4 separate regions of the Mus musculus genome follow, and all the other regions are linked to region 3. The links are chromatin contacts, called in public HiChIP or PLAC-seq and promoter capture Hi-C maps. All regions are on one chromosome and are shown on one strand. The core of a region is the stretch at or near the end of the contact, and the rest is flanking DNA. Distances in the headings are between cores, read along the strand shown. Region 1 has its middle 170 kb from the start of A530076I17Rik. Region 2 has its middle 150 kb from the start of A530076I17Rik. Region 3 holds the start of Bmp4 (bone morphogenetic protein 4). Region 4 holds the start of 4930527F14Rik (RIKEN cDNA 4930527F14 gene).

What was found. Promoter capture Hi-C pulls out the DNA fragments that hold promoters and counts their contacts. HiChIP or PLAC-seq counts read pairs in DNA pulled down with a chosen protein or histone mark.
Region 1: a contact with region 3 is called in a promoter capture Hi-C map of second pharyngeal arch cranial neural crest, with 4 times the contacts expected there. The contact joins the enhancer-like site here to the promoter of Bmp4 in region 3. A contact is called at or near these places in 6 of 39 promoter capture datasets (the C10 cell line, cranial neural crest, hippocampal neurons and 3 more), 8 of 115 datasets of contacts at active chromatin or transcription factors (craniofacial prominence, embryonic fibroblasts, embryonic limb bud and 5 more) and 1 of 9 other capture datasets (liver).
Region 2: a contact with region 3 is called in an H3K4me3 HiChIP or PLAC-seq map of craniofacial prominence, with 2.7 times the contacts expected there. The contact joins the enhancer-like site here to the promoter of Bmp4 in region 3. A contact is called at or near these places in 5 of 39 promoter capture datasets (cranial neural crest, hippocampal neurons, liver and 1 more) and 6 of 115 datasets of contacts at active chromatin or transcription factors (craniofacial prominence, embryonic limb bud, fibro-adipogenic progenitors and 3 more).
Region 4: a contact with region 3 is called in a promoter capture Hi-C map of hippocampal neurons, with 3 times the contacts expected there. The contact joins the promoter of 4930527F14Rik here to the promoter of Bmp4 in region 3. A contact is called at or near these places in 3 of 39 promoter capture datasets (hippocampal neurons and liver), 1 of 484 Hi-C or Micro-C datasets (embryonic stem cells) and 2 of 115 datasets of contacts at active chromatin or transcription factors (both in embryonic stem cells).

What each region holds. Positions count from the first base shown.
Region 1 is chr14:45,835,820-45,838,519 of GRCm38.p6, reverse strand. No RefSeq gene overlaps it. Among named protein-coding and RNA genes, the nearest start is that of A530076I17Rik, 170 kb to the right of the region's middle. Within about 2 kb of position 1,334, at least 3 of the 459 cell types and tissues checked have an H3K27ac peak or open chromatin away from gene starts, as enhancers often do.
Region 2 is chr14:45,812,614-45,815,313 of GRCm38.p6, reverse strand. No RefSeq gene overlaps it. Among named protein-coding and RNA genes, the nearest start is that of A530076I17Rik, 150 kb to the right of the region's middle. Within about 2 kb of position 1,378, at least 2 of the 459 cell types and tissues checked have an H3K27ac peak or open chromatin away from gene starts, as enhancers often do. A contact at or near this core is called in craniofacial prominence, where this site is marked.
Region 3 is chr14:46,389,262-46,392,021 of GRCm38.p6, reverse strand. It overlaps Bmp4 (bone morphogenetic protein 4), which reads left to right and starts at 1,353. Exons shown (of 4, transcript NM_007554.3): 1 at 1,353-1,718. It overlaps Gm15222 (predicted gene 15222), which reads right to left. Exons shown (of 1, transcript NR_166856.1): 1 at 2,740-2,760. RefSeq lists promoters at 264-1,670, 1-1,670, 1,721-2,760.
Region 4 is chr14:45,542,348-45,545,047 of GRCm38.p6, reverse strand. It overlaps 4930527F14Rik (RIKEN cDNA 4930527F14 gene), which reads right to left and starts at 1,338. Exons shown (of 7, transcript NR_045809.1): 1 at 1,259-1,338; 2 at 691-773. It overlaps Gm41144 (a long non-coding RNA gene), which reads left to right and starts at 1,649. Exons shown (of 4, transcript XR_003951187.1): 1 at 1,649-1,663.

The DNA of each region.
Region 1 (2,700 bases), core at 85-2,584, 550 kb after region 3:
ACATTCCTAAAACTTACCAGATTCACAAGGTCCCCTCCTAAAGGTTACACTAGCGCTAACAATTGCTAAGGGGAGAGGAGAAGTGATCCTCCCTCCAGTCAAGCATCACCCATACCCTGTGAGCAAGCTCAGGAAACTCATCCCTGTATTAAGCTGGACATTGGTAAATCTGCAACTTTGGTCTGTTGCTGATGATGTATGGGGAACAGATTTGTTTATGACTCCCAGGGAGTCACACAGCAACTTCTTTATTGATTCCGGATTTAACTCCATTAGACACCTTCCATTGTAAGTACTTTTAAGTATCCAACCAAAGCAACTCCTGAGCTTGGGACAATAGCTCAGTGGTAGACAGTTGGCTTGACTTCTATGAGGCCTTGGTTTGATCCCAAGTACCACAAACTGCTCTTTTTGCAATTAGAATCTAAAAGTAAAACCCAAAACTGAAAAGCCTGAAGTCAAATAAACTTTTAAAACTAAATGAAGGAATGAGCTCTAGAAAGAAGAAGGGGTTTTGCCAATACCCTACACCGCCAACCTATGGGATTCTCCCATTTCCTATTTGACAGCTACAAAGTACCTTCAAATTTACACAAGGAACACCTAGTTTTTATAACTTACAAATACAAGCAATAACAGAGAAAATCCGATATTTTTAGGTCAAGAAATGGTGGAGAGAGTGAAGACGAAAACAGCTGGTTGATCCAACCTAGTTTCGTGTGATTTTAAATAACAAGACCTGCCCACTTCCCTTTGCAGCTTTGTGGAAATTGTGTAAGAAATATTTTCCTGACATTCGGGCTGAGCTTTCCTCTCCTCAGTTCCATGTCAGGAATAACTGTGCCTCTACACACCACCCCAAACATTTCCTGCAGCACCTGCAGATGTCTGCTTATCCCCCCTTCTCATTCTTCATCCAAGTAAAACATATTTAGGCCTCTTAATCTATCCCCTTAAGCTATTTATTATACTTCTGAATATATTCTCTCTCTGTCTAAGTCACTCAGATGCCAGCACCCAACAGGCTCACACTTGATGTCACATACGTGGTTTCTACACTTATGCCTCCTGGCACTTTATTTGGAGTGTGAAGCCCAAATAATACTTAACTTTTTAAAATCATAGACACTCGCTTTCCATCACCAACCGCAGGTGGCTTCGAGTCTTGCTGCTTTCCAAGTGCTGAACCTTGGGCCCCGTTGGGTGCCTGTCATTTGGATTATATCCTCTCAGAAGTCAGAAGTAAGCAAGTTCATTCCCTGGCACCCTCGGCATTCCTAGCAGCTCATCTGGTGTGGCGCAACTATTCGCAGCTCAGGAATGCCAAGCTTACAAGTGCACAGGCTCTTTCGGAGTCCTGCTGGAGTGTTCCGGTTATTTCTGAAAGGTTAACCAACCGACACCCACACAGACCCTTCGATGGCTGAACAGATTCCCAAACACAAGCCTAACTGCTATTTTATGTGCCCTTTAAACACCACCTAAAACTTTAAGATGCTCTTAACTGTTTGTGTATTTCTCAGTATTAGTTAGCATACAAAGCATTGGTCTCATTAGGACATGTTCAAATAAGATTGATTTTTGCTGATTCTCCTCCCCATCTCTTCTCCCCTATCCTGCTGTCCCCGCAATACCTTCCACACATATCCCAGTGGACTCTCTTCTCCTTTTCTGTCACACAGGTCCTATTGTTCTTCCCTCATTTCCTCAACACTACTTCCTTTCCTGTGTCCTCTCTCCAGTTTCATATACTACATCTATACTTACACCCAGTTGTATGCACTTATATAAGCTGAAATTCACATATGAGAAAGAATTTGCGATTTTTGTCTTTGCAAGTCTTAATTACCTTGATTAATATGCTTTGCGGTTTTTTCCATTTTCCGGAAAATGTCAATCACATTTCTTTACAGTTGATTAAGATTGGATTGTGTATTTATTCAGTTTCATTACACATTCATCTTTTGGTGGACATCTAGGCTGGTTCCATCTCCTTGCCATTGTGGGTAGTGTGGAAATAAACATAAATATGCAGGTATCACCATGGTAGTATTGCAGTACTTTAGCTAGAAGCCCAAAAGTGGTATACCTAAGTCACATAGTGGTTCTAGCTTTTATAGTTTGAAGAACTCTTCACGGTGACTTTCATAGTGGCTGCCTAGTTTCCGCTGTCAATAGCAGTGAATAAGTGTTCCTCTTTCTCAACATATCTGCCAACATCTGGTTTTGTCTATTTTCTTAATGACAGTCTTTAGGATGATATTCTCTAAAATTCTCAGTAGTTTTTAGATCCCTTCTTAGAAGTTCTTGGACCCTCTCAAGACTAACATAACTGAGAATTTTAATCTGGCTGACCTCAGTAACTCAGTCTATGAAAGACAGCTGAAATATCATTCAGTTGAATTCCACTAGTTGAAAATGTAATGTTACCTGGACTGAAATTTATCTTTGTCCTGAGGATGGAGATTCCCTAAGCAAATAAATACTATGTAAGCAGGGTGGTACAGTTTCATGTGGCCTAAAAAATAATTTTGCCTAAGAATAGTATTGCACAATGTATTTGAATATATACTCTATGAAAAATGTCTTATATATTCATTAAAACAGACTTGGTAACATATCTACTTAAAGAATGTATTAAGAATTAATCTAATTTCTATAGACACAAAAGGAGATTGCATTGATTTTTCAATGGAAACA
Region 2 (2,700 bases), core at 129-2,628, 580 kb after region 3:
GTGTCAGTGTGTGTCTATGTGAGTGTGTCATTGTGTGTGTACCAGTTTGTGTGTCAAGGTATGAATGTATATATGTGTGTGCCTCTGTATGTGCATCAGTGTGTGTCTGTGTGTCTATGTGCGTGAGTCTATGTGCCAGTGTGTGTGTTTATCTGTTTCTATGTGTACCTGTATGTGTATCTGTGTGTGTCAGTGTGTGCATGTGTCAGCATGTGTGTACATGTGACTGACACATATATCACCTCTAGTCTGAGACCACTCAGAATCCTAGGAAAAGGTCAGGAAATGCCTATTATGATGAAATTTCTGCCTAAACCACATAGGCAGTAGGCAATTGGTTCAATGTCATCGAAACTCTTACATTTTTTAAAACCAAAGAGAAAATTAAACCTAGAGTTATATATTAGTCTGAGGGCATCTTCACTATTCTGGCCACATGGCTTCTCCGGGCTTCAGTTTGCCAAAATGAGAATAATTTCACAGTTCTGGATAACCCCAGGACTGATAGAAGGATGAAATAAGATCATGTATGGGGTGCCGGGCGTGGTAGCACATGCCTTTAATCCCAGCACTCGGGAGGCAGAGGCAGGCAGATTTCTGAGTTTGAGGCCAGCCTGGTCTACAGAGAGAGTTCCAGGACAGCCAAGGCTATACAGAAAAACCCTGTCTCAAAGAAAAAAAAAAAAAAAAAACCAACAAAAAAAATCATGTGTGGGAAATGCCTTTTAGCTATACAAACAGAAGGGTTTTTGTCATCATTATTATTTATTAAACTCAATAAACAGCAAGGGCTTCTAACACATTGTTTTCTCTCCAACATCTAAAACATCTTTTGTTAAAAAAGAAAAAAAGAAAGAAAGAAAGCTTTTCCAGCAGCATAACGGAGTTATTTCTAAAACACACACAGCATCTTTACAATGAGAAAGAGAATCTAAGGACTGCCACGGGATAGAGTTCCCGAGACAGTGCTAATCCATTCAAAGCCAGTCTATAACTGTTCACCTGCATCAACAACAGCCAATCTCCTCACTGTCAGTGTGCATACAAAGGGGAGGGTAATCTTTCCCGCACTTTCAAACACTCACTGTTTAGAAGAATTAGGAGAGAACTGCACCCCACTTGTTATTCACATTTTTGCATTATCTCTTTGGTCACAACTTTCCCTCCTCCTATTGTCCCACCTGCTCTCAGTAAGTTTATAAAACAGGCTCCTTGCCTCTGGTTCCTGGCTTCTATGCCCAGGTCCTGCAGGGTGTGGATCCCCTTCCAGATATCAGAACCCTGGTGAGAGAAAAAGGAGAAGCAGGTTGTGAGGGCTGCTGCTAGCCTACATATGGTGTCATTTAAGACCAAATAACCTGAACTTTAGGGAATGTGCTTGTGTCAAAGGATTATATGTCAGACCACACCCATGTGCATGGGGGTGGGGTTCCCCTGAAGGCAATGGATGTTCCCACTGTCAATCATCCTATGGAAAGGTCAATGCTGGGTCAAATAATGATGGTTTGAACAAATAGTCCAAATGCTGAAGTCAGGGAAAACCTTTTCTCTGCATCGGGATTTGATTTGGTAGGCACTGGGGAAAGGGGACTGCCTGGTACTATTCCAGCCACAGACACTGACACATTCTAGGCCACAATCAGGATATTCCAACAGAGGGACAGAGGGGCAGCTCTGTGAGAGCATGAGCTATTCTATTATTTGCAAATAAACAGGTTTTGGGAAATGTTACCACTAAGCCTTGGTGTGGTACCTTGGATAAACAAGAGTGGCCCCAGTTAACAGGAGCAGTGACAGTCATTTCCATTAGGATCCAGCTGTGCTGCAGAGGGCAGAGAGGTCTCAGGGCCCTCAGAGATGATGCTGGCAGCCACTTCACCCTCTCATCAAGATCAGCTCTCCAAACCTGCCGGTATCCAGGCCTGAGTGTGGCCCAGTTCACCACAGGCTAGGGAGAAGGTCTCGGGCGAGATTCTGAATTTCTAGCAATTTCTCAGGTAGTACCAATGTGACTAAGGATTAAGCTCTCATCCATGAGCAAAGTCTTCACTCTGACTTGCTTTACTTTGAAGAGTGAACAAGAGTAAAGTCTCTGCAACCCAATGCTGGTAGACAATAAGTGTGACTACATTTATAAATGTCTGAACCCCTCAGAATCGGTAAAGAGAAAAAAGATTCTTTTGACATGTTTACCAGCTAGATTGTGTAAACTAAAAAACCACAGAGCACATTACCAGGGACTAGTCAAACTGGACTGCTCTGTACCACCTAAGCCCACACATCAGCTAGTCACTGATGAATACAGCAAGACATTCTGAACCTCCCATTTTAGTAAAGAAGACCAACCATGATTCAATCAAATACCAAAAAAAAAAAGTGAAATTATTGAAAGTCAATATTGACTGTCAACTTGACAGGGTCTAGAATCACCTGGGAGACAAGTGTCTGGGTGTGCGGGGGGGGGGGGGGGGGGGGGGGGGGGGGGGGGGGGGGGGGGGGTGCGATGGCTGAGATTACCTAACTGAGATGGGAGGACCCATTATGACTGTGAGTGCACCACACCAGGGGCTGGGTTACAGACTGAATAACAAAGAGAAAACAACAAACTGACCAGTATGCATTCATCACCGCCCACCACCCCACCGCCCCCCCCCAACCCATCCCTGCTGCCTCCCACACAAAGTGACCAGCAGGCTCGCA
Region 3 (2,760 bases), core at 104-2,603:
AGCCTCTAACACTCCTTCCAACCTGACATTCCTTCTCACCCTTTGTCTCTGGCCAGTAGAATACAGGAACTCGTTCCTGTTTTTTTTTTTTTAAATTCTGAAGGTGTGTAAGTACAAAGGTCAGATGAGCGGCCCTAGGTCAAGACTGCTTTGTGGTGACAAGGGAGTATAACACCCACCCCAGAAACCAAGAACCGGAAATTGCTATCTTCCAGCCCTTTGAGAGCTACCTGAAGCTCTGGGCTGCTGGCCTCACCCCTTCCCTGCAGCTTTCCCTTTAGCAGAGGCTGTGATTTCCTTCAGCGCTCTGGGCAAATACTCTTAGCCTGGCTCACCTTCCCCATCCTCGTTTGTAAAAACAAAGATGAAGCTGATAGTTCCTTCCCAGCTCCATCAGAGGCAGGGTGTGAAATTAGCTCCTGTTTGGGAAGGTTTAAAAGCCGGCCACATTCCACCTCCCAGCTAGCATGATTACCAACTCTTGTTCTTACTGTTGTTATGAAAGACTCAATTCCTCATCTCCCTTCTTTTAAAAAGGGGCCAAAGGGCACTTTGTTTTTTTCTCTACATGGCCTAAAAGGCACTGTGTTACCTTCCTGGAAGGTCCCAAACAAACAAACAAACAAACAAAATAACCATCTGGCAGTTAAGAAGGCTTCAGAGATATAAATAGGATTTTCTAATTGTCTTACAAGGCCTAGGCCTGTTTGCCTGCCAAGTGCCTGCAAACTACCTCTGTGCACTTGAAATGTTAGACCTGGGGGATCGATGGAGGGCACCCAGTTTAAGGGGGGTTGGTGCAATTCTCAAATGTCCACAAGAAACATCTCACAAAAACTTTTTTGGGGGGAAAGTCACCTCCTAATAGTTGAAGAGGTATCTCCTTCGGGCACACAGCCCTGCTCACAGCCTGTTTCAACGTTTGGGAATCCTTTAACAGTTTACGGAAGGCCACCCTTTAAACCAATCCAACAGCTCCCTTCTCCATAACCTGATTTTAGAGGTGTTTCATTATCTCTAATTACTCGGGGTAAATGGTGATTACTCAGTGTTTTAATCATCAGTTTGGGCAGCAGTTATTCTAAACTCAGGGAAGCCCAGACTCCCATGGGTATTTTTGGAAGGTACAGAGACTAGTTGGTGCATGCTTTCTAGTACCTCTTGCACGTGGTCCCCAGGTGAGCCCCGGCTGCTTCCCGAGCTGGAGGCATCGGTCCCAGCCAAGGTGGCAACTGAGGGCTGGGGAGCTGTGCAATCTTCCGGACCCGGGCCTTGCCAGGCGAGGCGAGGCCCCGTGGCTGGATGGGAGGATGTGGGCGGGGCTCCCATCCCCAGAAGGGGAGGCGATTAAGGGAGGAGGGAAGAAGGGAGGGGCCGCTGGGGGGAAAGACTGGGGAGGAAGGGAAGAAAGAGAGGGAGGGAAAAGAGAAGGAAGGAGTAGATGTGAGAGGGTGGTGCTGGAGGGTGGGAAGGCAAGAGCGCGAGGCCTGGCCCGGAAGCTAGGTGAGTTCGGCATCCGAGCTGAGAGACCCCAGCCTAAGACGCCGCTGCGCTGCAACCCAGCCTGAGTATCTGGTCTCCGTCCCTGATGGGATTCTCGTCTAAACCGTCTTGGAGCCTGCAGCGATCCAGTCTCTGGCCCTCGACCAGGTTCATTGCAGCTTTCTAGAGGTCCCCAGAAGCAGCTGCTGGCGAGCCCGCTTCTGCAGGAACCAATGGTGAGCAGGGCAACCTGGAGAGGGGCGCTATTCTGAGGATTCGAGGTGCACCCGTAGTAGAAGCTGGGGATGGGGCTCAGGCTGTAACCGAGGCAAAAGTTGGCCTATTCCTCCTTCCTTCTCCAACAGTGTTGGAGGTGGGATGATGGAGGCTAAAAGGCACCTCCATATATGTTACTGCGTCTATCCAACCTACTTTAGGGAGGTGCGGGCCAGGAGAGGCGGGAAGGAGAGAAGGCCTTGGAAGAGAGGTCATTGGGAAGAACTGTGGGGTTTGGTGGGTTTGCTTCCACTTAGACTATAAGAGTGGGAGAGGAGGGAGTCAACTCTAAGTTTCAACACCAGTGGGGGACTGAGGACTGCTTCATTAGGAGAGAGAACCTAGCCAGAGCTAGCTTTGCAAAAGAGGCTGTAGTCCTGCTTTGCTCTAAAGCGCGACCCGGGATAGAGAGGCTTCCTTGAGCGGGGTGTCACCTAATCTTGTCCCCAACGCACCCCCTCCCAGCCCCTGAGAGCTAGCGAACTGTAGGTACAGAACTCGCTCCCATCTCCAGGAGCTATTTTCTTAGACATGGGCACCCATGCATTCTGCCTTCTGGTACTCTCCCCTCCCTGGGAAGGGGTGTAAGGTTCGACGGACCGTGGCCAGGATGCCGAAAGGCTACCTGTGCGGGTCTTCTGCCATGCTGTGTCTGTGCGGACATGCCAGCAGGGCTAATGAGGAGCTTGCGATACTCCAAAGGGTTCGGGAATTGCGGGGTCCTTACACGCAGTGGAGTTGGGCCCCGGGGACTCAGAAGGTTTCCCGCCACGGCTTTGGTTGATAGTTTTTTTAGTATCCTGGTTTATGAACTGAAGGTTTTGTGAGATGTTGAATCACTAGCAGGGTCATATTTGGCAAACCGAGGCTACTATTAAATTTTGGTTTTAGAAGAAGATTCTGGGGAGAAAGTGAAGGGTAACTGCCTCCAGGAGCTGTATCAACCCCATTAAGAAAAAAAAAAATACCAGGAGATGAAAATTTACTTTGATCTGTATTTTT
Region 4 (2,700 bases), core at 89-2,588, 850 kb after region 3:
CTTCACCACCTCAAACTTGTTCCCGTATTTCCTCCGATGGGAAGTAAGTACCTATGTCCAGCCTCTGTAATGCCACTTTACAACTTGCTTTCCTGGTAAGGTACTTTCTGTGACCCCCCCCCCCCTCCTCGTGCCTGGGATAAAAGTCTTCCTTCCTTCCTTTTTTTTTTTTTAAGATTTATTTATTTATTATATGTAAGTACACTGTAGCTGTCTTCAGACACTCCAGAAGAGGGAGTCAGATCTTGTTACAGATGGTTGTGAGCCACCATGTGGTTGCTGGGATTTGAACTTCAGACCTTCGGAAGAGCAGTCGGGTGCTCTTACCCACTGAGCCATCTCACCAGCCCCCTTCCTTTTTTTTAAAATACCAATTATAGTGGCTTTTAGGCAATTCGTGATTACTCTATTAACTATGTCTGTGGGGTAGGGAAGAAGTTGATTCAATAGTGCCAAAATGGTGGTAAGGAGATAGAGATATGAGGGCATAGACAGAGCCATAAATGTCTCTGGGAAGTTTGACTGGGAAGGAGAGGATGGCTGCAAGGAATGGGAAAGGGCGGGGCATTCTGAGCCATCCTCCCCTCTTCCCCCTCTTCCCCCCCCACCCCGCTTCCCCCTCTTCCCCCCCCCCCCCGCTTCCCCCTCTTCCCCCTCCCCTCCCCCTCCCCCCTCTCCCCTACCCCAGACCTGGCCCAAGAGGGAGGGAGGAGCTGAGCATAGTACATGCTGTGAGGGAAGGATCACCATGTCCAGAAGAGACTCGGGAGTCCCTGAAAAAGAGTCCAGAGTTCACAAATAGAGACCAGGAGGGCACGGGATGCAGCTCCAGGTGGACCAGCTTCTAATGGAGATCTGGGTGCCTCTGCACTGCAATCCTCTTAGGGGCTTGAAAGAGAGTTGGTAGAGCAAGGCAAGCGGGCTACTTCCTGAAGGCTTCGGCTTCAGTGAAGCACAGAAGTCATTCGAGGAGAAGCATTTAGGCTGTGTGGACAGGGGGCCAAGGTTGACTACTGAAGGGCAGTGAGGGGAGGGGTTACAGACCCATACCTATGAGGACATTAAGGCAGTACACAGCTTGTTTACAGCACAACATCAGAAGCAGCACATTATTGAATATTCATGTGGCTGGAGAAATGCATCAATATTTATCTGTGATGTTTATGTTCTTGGATCTAATGGCCCTCTAAGAGAGTTTAAGTTTCTTGGAAGCATAGACCCAAGGCAAGGTACACAGCCGGGGGGTTCTTTTACTTACCCTCTTTCGATCTTTTATTCATGCAGTAAATATTTATGGAGTATTAGCCATGTGCTGGGCACTGTACTCAGTTGGAGTGTGGCTATGAAGAGCCGTGCCTGTGGGATAGAGGGAGATGCCTTTCTTCTAGGAGCTCAGATTCTGGGTTCAGAGGTGAGCAAACAAACAAAGGCATGGTGACTGCATGGTCGTCTAGGACAACAGAAGCAGGTGGGGAAACACAAGGTGAACAGACAGGAAGGACCTGCGGCTCCTACTGAGTGTGCTGCCGTAGAGCCTTCCAGAGCTGACTCACACATAGCCAGAGAGGATCCAGGAAAGCCTGCAGGCAAAGGGATGGTGTGTGGTAAGACAGAAAGGCAAGGAAGCTTGCGCGATGTGACACAGACAGCAAGAGATCAGGAGGTCAGTTCAGGCTGGATCACGTGAGGCTTTTCAATGATGGCTGTCATCTGAAGCACGCAGAAGGCGGTTACTGTGAGAGTTACGGATTGGGAGGATTGTTCTGGGGACTGGGTAGGAAGTAAACTGGAGGGACATTGGAGAAAGCACATTGGAGGCTACTGAGTGCACGATCTCGATGAGATGACCTGACCATAGCTTAAACTATAGAGGGACGGTGGGGATGGAAAATGGAGGCTCAATTTGTAATCTACTCCAGACACAGACTAGCAGAACTCAGCGTTAAGTGGGTCACTGTAGAAGGGCAGAAAACGAAAGCAGAAGACCAAGCTTGCCTCCTCATTTTTAAGTTACACAACAGAGTCGAAGGTACCATTTGATGATACGAATGATACAGACATTGGTGAAGAAGTCCAGAGTCTCACCCTGAACAGAGCACTCTGAAATGTTTCCCGTGGGTCTGAGATTCTGCAGCATCAAGAGCGGGTCTAGACAAGAAACCTGGGGCTCAGCAGAATGGCCATCTTCAGCCTCTAAACAAGAAAATCATCTAGAGAGAGAATTTTAAAGAAGAAGATGGCACAAAAAAAAGAACCTGGAGCTGGGTATGGTGATGAGCACACCTTTAATCCCAGCACTTGAGAGGCAGAGGCAGGAGGATCTTTCTGAGTTTGAGGCCAGCCTAGTCTGCTGCCTACACCAAGGTGGAGGTACCGGGTGATATGAGAAACAGTTTGAGTGGGATGGTCAAAGCAATTGTCAAAGGTGAAAGCCTTCTATTGTAACCCCTTGTAGTTCTTAGCTAAGACTATAAAGACTATCAGAAGCAAAAAGCAGGATTATTAACACCACACTTAGTGAGCATCACACAGAAGCCTCCTGAAACACCTCCAGGCAGAGCCTCAGAGCTCTGGCTTATACAACAACTTCCAGCAAGATCAAGAAATTAGAGTGGGGTGGTGGCATATACTTGTAATGCCAGCCTGCAGACATAGGAGGATAGCGTGTGTTACCCAAGGGACAAAGGCAGAAGGGTTTTG